Linked DNA regions of Sus scrofa: region 2 is linked to region 1. Evidence: chromatin contacts called from public Hi-C data. All regions are on one chromosome and are shown on one strand. Each heading gives the region's core, a stretch centred on a gene start, on an enhancer-like site or on the middle of the called end of the contact. The rest is flanking DNA. Distances are from core to core; before and after follow the strand shown. Region 1 holds the start of ORC1 (origin recognition complex subunit 1). Region 2 holds the start of ZFYVE9 (zinc finger FYVE domain-containing protein 9).

Region 1 (3,127 bases), core at 467-2,966:
GGAATAATTTGAGGTATTATTCCAAATTTGAATAATAAAAGTACAACGTTAAGGCCTATAGTGAACTCAAATGAGACAATACGAATACATGATAATACTTACTTGACACACAGCAAATGTTAGACACTATTAATGGGAAATCACTTTATAAATCAAACTTCAAGTTCCTTTAGTATAAATTCTATATTAATTCATTCCACATTACAGTTGGCAACTTAAAGTTAGGTACCAAGTGCTAGAGATAACAGGTAAAGAAGGACACAGTGCTCTTAAGGAGTTTACAGTCTGGCAAAGCAGAAAGCATTGAAAACATAATTTAATTTAAAATGGGATCAGTATTTGAAAGATACGGAAATCAATGAAAATATATGACAAGGGAATGTAACCTAGTGTTGGGGGAAAAGGTCACGAGTTGCCTTTTGAAACATATTGAGTTGGCACGTTTTAGAATTAGATTCATATAAATTTGGGCTGAAGAGATCAATTTGAAGGCATCTATATGTAGGCTGTAACTGTGGTATGGAGATCATCTAAGGAAAAAACTATGGAATGAGAAAAGGCCCGCGGAGCAAACTTATTTGACTCCAAAATTTAATGGCAACTCATAAAAACAGTATGAATCTTCTGTGGACAAACTGGCAGGAGCGGTAACAACAGCACTGGAGTGGTTAACAGTGGTAACAATTAGCACCACCCCTACTAATTCCTGAGTACTTTCTATTAACATATACTGTAACCATACCAAACACTTTTTATACATTATTTCACTTAATCCTTAGAACAAACCTTCAACCTTTGAGGTGGATATTATTATGTTCCTCTTACAATGGTGGAACAGTGAACAAAAAAGGAGCCAGAATTCAACAAAGATCAGACTGCCTGGAAGGTTTCTCTGAAGAGCTTCTATTCATACCAGGACCGGAATGTGGAAATAGTGCAAACGGGCCAGATTTAGGGATAATAAGATCATGAATTTGGTTTCAGGCATATTCACGTTCCTTTAAGATCTTCAGGGTCCCTGAACTTTTAACACTGTTTGGAACCTAGCAAGATACCATTAAACATGGAATGACTCAAAGAACCAAACTGACACCCTTCAGAATAAAGGCCCTATCAGACCCATTTGGGTCCCCAAAGCCCAACACAAGACTAGGCACAGAGTGGGCACTCAGATTTTTCTGAAAGACTGAGATTCCCTCCAGTCCCACCCTCCGGGACCAGTCCCCCCCCACCCCGGGACCAGTCCCATTCGACAGGTTAGAACTGGGCCACGGGACGCCCAGGGCTGGTGGGGGAAGGGGGGGGTCGACGCGCTCTTGCTCACCCGTAAGGCCAAAGCACTCCTCCTTCCAATACTTGGACTCATAGATTCGAGTCCGAATGATCTTCTCCACCAGATACTGAGGGTTGGTGCCGTGGATGCTGTGCGCATCCTTTACCGTACGGTTCGCCATTTTAGAACCCCTTCGGTTCTACTTCCGTCGACTCCTTTAGTACGTCACATCCAGGTTAAAAAAAAGCAACAACAACCCGAGAGGGCCTGAGAAAGTTGGAGGAAGTCTCACTGAACAGCTTAGCCGATCCTCTTGAAACCGGAATCGCTTCTGCTTCAGGAACTTCCGTGAATCGCGTCGCGACCGAGGCCCAGGGCACGTTGGCGGAAGTACGTCACGCGTCCCCTCCCTAGATGGGCGGGGCCGGAGGGCAGGCTGCTGACGGAACGTGGAGACAGCCTAGGGGCGGGGCCTCGGCTTTTGGCGCGAATTTCCTTTTCCTCACCTTCTTTGGATTCCTAGCTAGGCGCCAGTTTCGGCTCTGTTGCACGACTGGCAGCTGCGAGAAGAGTCCAGCTGGGCAGTTTAGATTTGCTGCAACTCCATGAGCTCCTGAAGCGGAGACGGTGGGAAGCGTTAGGCTTGCGCCAGCTCGAGCAAGCTTCGGCCCCCGGTGAGTGTGGCGTCCCGCGGGCGGGAGAGTTCTCGGCGGACTCATTCAGACGTTGATCCATTCAGCAGATACTTCCTAAGCGCCTATTAAGTGCCAGGTACTGTTCTGAGCCCAGTAGGAGCATTTTTCTTTCCACCTTTGGATTTCTGAAGGCTCCCTTGCTCTGTCGGGGACTGCGAGTTTGCAGTGGGGAAGCCGGAAGCCAACAGCAGAGAAGCATGTACGCTCTTGTCCTCAGCACCCTGAGACCTAGTAATGACCTGAAACATATGAACCTTCTATCTGCATGGTATTCGCATCTTTTCCTCCTTTCGGCGGAGTGTAACAAGCACCACGGGGAAGGCGGAACAGCAGAAGTTATTATCCGATTTTACGGTGTAGCAGTTCGCAGAGAGATTTGTCTAAGTCCCTTTTCGTGACTAAGCGGCCTGAGTTCCTACCTAAGTCCCAGATGAGCTGCTCTTAACTGCTAGGCTCTCTCGTATCCACCTTCTTTCCAGGAGGAGAGTGCTATGGCCCCTGCTTTACTTTCTCTAGTCTAACCCCGGAATAAAAGGGCCTTCTATTTTTGACAGTTGAAAAAAGGATTGGACTTAAAAGTCATGAGATGCGAGATTCTTACCCTAGGCTACTAATCTGCAAAATTGTAATGATTAGATATGTCAGTTTTCGATTTTAATTTTCTATAAAACTGATACCCTCTTCCCTGCTGTATTGGGTGCTTGAGATGGCCATTGGAGGTTTCTGATGTTAGATTTTGTTTATCAAGTCCCTCTGCAACAGTTTTTAATGTAACAAAGGGCAATATGTGGACTTTAGAAGATTTATTAATTCCCTGAAATTGAATGCAGAATGTTGTTTGAATTGTATATATTTCATAACATTCAAATAATTTTTTAAAATAAAGAAAGGAGGAATTCCCGTCATGGCACAGTGGAAATGAATCCAACTAAGAACCATGAAGTTGCAGTTCGATCCCTCGCCTTGTTCAGTGGGTTAAGGATCCGGAGTTGCCTTGAGCTGTGGTGTAGGTGTAGGTCCGAGACGCGGCTGGCTCAGATCCCACATTGCTGTGGCTGTGGCGTAGGCCAGCGGCTGTATATCCGATTAGACCCCTAGCCTGGGAACTTCCATATGCCGCGAATGCAGCCCTAAAAAGCAAAAAAGGAAGAAAGGAACC
Region 2 (3,127 bases), core at 346-2,845, 260 kb after region 1:
AGTTAACTCTGAAGCTAATACAGAGATAATAATTTAAAAATCACCAGTAATACAAGCCATTTTAAACTTTAAGTGACCAAAACGTTCTGTAAGATGATGGGTGACTTTTCCCCTATTATTAAACATTTACTGAGGGTCAGCACAGTACTTCTCTGTACTTTTCAAATTTTCTACAATAAACATATATTTTCAGGATTATAAAAGTTTTATAAGTACTTAATAATCCTCCATACTTCACATACATTATAGGAAAACAAGAATAACCTGAACCACATTTATCATAAATACCCAAAGGGCTGACTTAATGGTATCAAACCGTGATCACCAACTTTTTTTTATATTAATACCAAAATAAATCACTTAATTACTAAAATCTAGAATATGTCCTATTTCCATCAGGTCTCTGTTACTGGGATAGTTAGCATGACTTTTTAAAATCCTCTTGTCATCCATCCTATGGATCTATTTAGGGGGACAATTTTGAACCACGGACTAAGGCATTACAATACTCACACTCTTACGGGGGGGAGGGGTGATGGGGGGAACAGACCTTTGTTTTTTTAAAAAAGATGTTTTTCTAATTTTGAGTATTATCTGGGAGACGTTAACATCTCAAAGCTGGAATGGGGCTTTCTCCGAGGCAGACCACGCTTAGAAGCAAAAGGTAACAGAAGCAGCAGAGATGAGCTGCCGGTAGGTGATGAAATTTCACCTCAAAGAAGACGCAAAAGGTTGTTTTCAAGCCAGTCGGATGGGTGAATGACACTCCAGGGAGTTCCAAGGGCTTCCAGGGCCCCGCGCTTTCCGCACCGGCTTTCTCACCCTCCCGCCCCCGACCCCCGGGACTCTTCGGGACTGAGCCTGGGGCGCGAGAAGCCCAGGCTGTTTGCAAACAGGCGTCCTCTGCCTCCCTCCGGGATGTACGTGCGGGGCCCAGGGTAAGAGGCTGCGCTCGGCCCGGGCCCGCGGCCAACCCGAAGGGTGCCAGGGACCCTGCCAGCCCCGCTCTCCACAGACGCGGCCGCCCCGGAGCCCAGGCCGGGGCAAGGGCTTCCCGGCGACGCGGGGCCTACTCGTCCCCCACGCGCCTCCAGCCCCCCGGGGGACGCGGGGAGGAAGGGCTGAGGCCCCCGAGCCTGGGTGGGGGAGGCGGCCGCAGCGGCAGGACGCCCCGTCCGCCCGGCCCGAGGTCTCGCCGCCAGGGCCCTCCCCGGGCGGCCAAAGGCCAGCGAGCCCGGGACCGCGCGACGCCGCGTCACACTCACCTCGAGCAGCGGCCGCCGCCGCCTCAGCATGGCCGGGGGGTCGTCCCTGAGCCCACAGCCTCCTCCGGAGGGCACCCGCCCGGCCCCAGGCGCCGCCGCCGCCGCCGCCGCGAAGCCTCCCACTCCTGAAGGGGCTGTGGTCGCCGCTGGTGCTGAGGCCCAGCGCCCGCCGAGCCTCATCGGGCTCCCGGGCCGCCGCAGCCACGCGGATCCCGCAGGAGCGCCGCTGAGCCGGGCGGGGGGTGCGAGGCTGCAGCGGGACGACCGAGGTGCTGCAGGCGGGGATCCTCGGCGAAGCCTCCAGCGTCGCCGTGGCCGCTCCTGCCGCCGGCGCCGCTGGGCCACAGCGCCCCCTGGACCCCACGCCCGGCTACGGCGCCGGGACTGCGGCGGCCGCCCGGGCACGAGCCGCAGGGAACGCGAGGGAGCGCGGCCTGGGGATGGCGGGGGCCCCGGGCTCCCTGCGTCGCCCTGGGGCCGCCGGACCGCCCCCGACGACGCCCCCCGGAAGCCCCTCGGTCCCCACCGACCTTAGTGGGTCTCCTCCCCACTCCCTAGGCCTCAGGCCATGAGCATCTTTACACCTTTTCCTTCTCTCCAGAAGGTACGTGAACGTTCCTCTCACTCGGACCTTCACCTGAGAGCAGGGATGTGAGGGGAATCTCCTGGATTTCACCTCTCGAGATTCAAGGGGTAGCCTTTGTAATCCGTTCAGTGCGTCTGGATGTAAGAAGGGTGACCCAGAATCAACCCCCCCCCCCACGCATCCTTTCCTGAAACAGATGAAGGAATTGTCTTTGACCTTAACTTTTTTTTGGATCTATTGGCAAATCATTTCAGGAATTCCCAACAGATACCAAACCCTTAACACCCAACCTCCCCCAAAATAGAACAAATTAATAATAATAAGACAAGCAAGAGAAGAAAATAAACGAGTTGTCCTGAAATTTATAAACAATCTAAAATTAAGAGAAAAACAATCCATATTCTAACACACTCCCCCACCCCCACCCCCACCCCCACTCCGCTCATCCATCCCCAGTCCCTTCCACATCCCAGGTAAGGCTCTAAAGGAAAGAAATTGTTATATTGTGGGGGCTGTGGAATCATTCTCTTTACAGGTACCCTATATTCGATCCCACTCAAACTCTAGGGTGAAAACATCAGAACCAAAAACAAAAGAAAGGCTCTCAGAGGGAAAAGAGGGAAAGAGAAATTGTTCAAATCCTCTGGTCCCCAGTTTTTCCAAATACATGATTTTATCATTAAGTATGTAGTAGAATGAGCAGGGTCTTTGGTGGCAGACAGATCCTGGCAGAGGCACCAATTCCAGCTCTGTTGTGTTTAATTTTATGATCCTGGGCAAGTTATATAATATTTAGGAACCTCGATTTTCTGATGCCTGCCTTGCTGATTGTTGCAAAGATTGGAGATAATTTTGCAAAGGAACTAGCCCATGGAAGTTACTCAATAAATGTTAGTTCCTATTACTGTTGATTCCGAAACACCCTCAGTCCTTAAATTCAAGATTTTTCTCATCTTTTTCTTTCAAAATCTGTGTGTGTGTGTGTGTGTTTTCCTATGGAAAGATGGGTGCATTAAAAAAAAATGGGTGCATTATTCTTCGTCATTCTTGGTCTGGGTAAAATTTCTTTAAATTTCACTAATGGACTTATATAACATCCCTCCACTGAAGAAGAATAGAGCCTAGTATACCTGATCCTATGACATTCTGTTGCATAGCAGATATCTGCAAAGAACCAATATATTCCTCTATATAAAAAAAAGAATTATAAGGCAATCTCACCTTACCTAAGGTTATGTCCTAATAATAATATATCTTAATGAGAAAATTATATAAG

Evidence for each region. A called contact is a pair of places that touch in the nucleus more often than the background predicts.
Region 2: a contact with region 1 is called in a Hi-C map of mesenteric adipose tissue, with 1.8 times the contacts expected there. The contact joins the promoter of ZFYVE9 here to the promoter of ORC1 in region 1. A contact is called at or near these places in 1 of 5 promoter capture datasets (liver) and 10 of 47 Hi-C or Micro-C datasets (alveolar macrophages, embryonic fibroblasts, fetal heart ventricle and 6 more).

The regions. Positions count from the first base shown.
Region 1 is chr6:159,817,586-159,820,712 of Sscrofa11.1, forward strand. ORC1 (origin recognition complex subunit 1) reads left to right here and starts at 1,717. Exons shown (of 17, transcript XM_005665420.3): 1 at 1,717-2,044. PRPF38A (a long non-coding RNA gene) reads right to left here and starts at 1,667. Exons shown (of 10, transcript XR_002345201.1): 1 at 1,325-1,667.
Region 2 is chr6:160,072,880-160,076,006 of Sscrofa11.1, forward strand. It overlaps ZFYVE9 (zinc finger FYVE domain-containing protein 9), which reads right to left and starts at 1,596. Exons shown (of 18, transcript XM_021096648.1): 1 at 1,266-1,596. It also overlaps the pseudogene LOC110261408.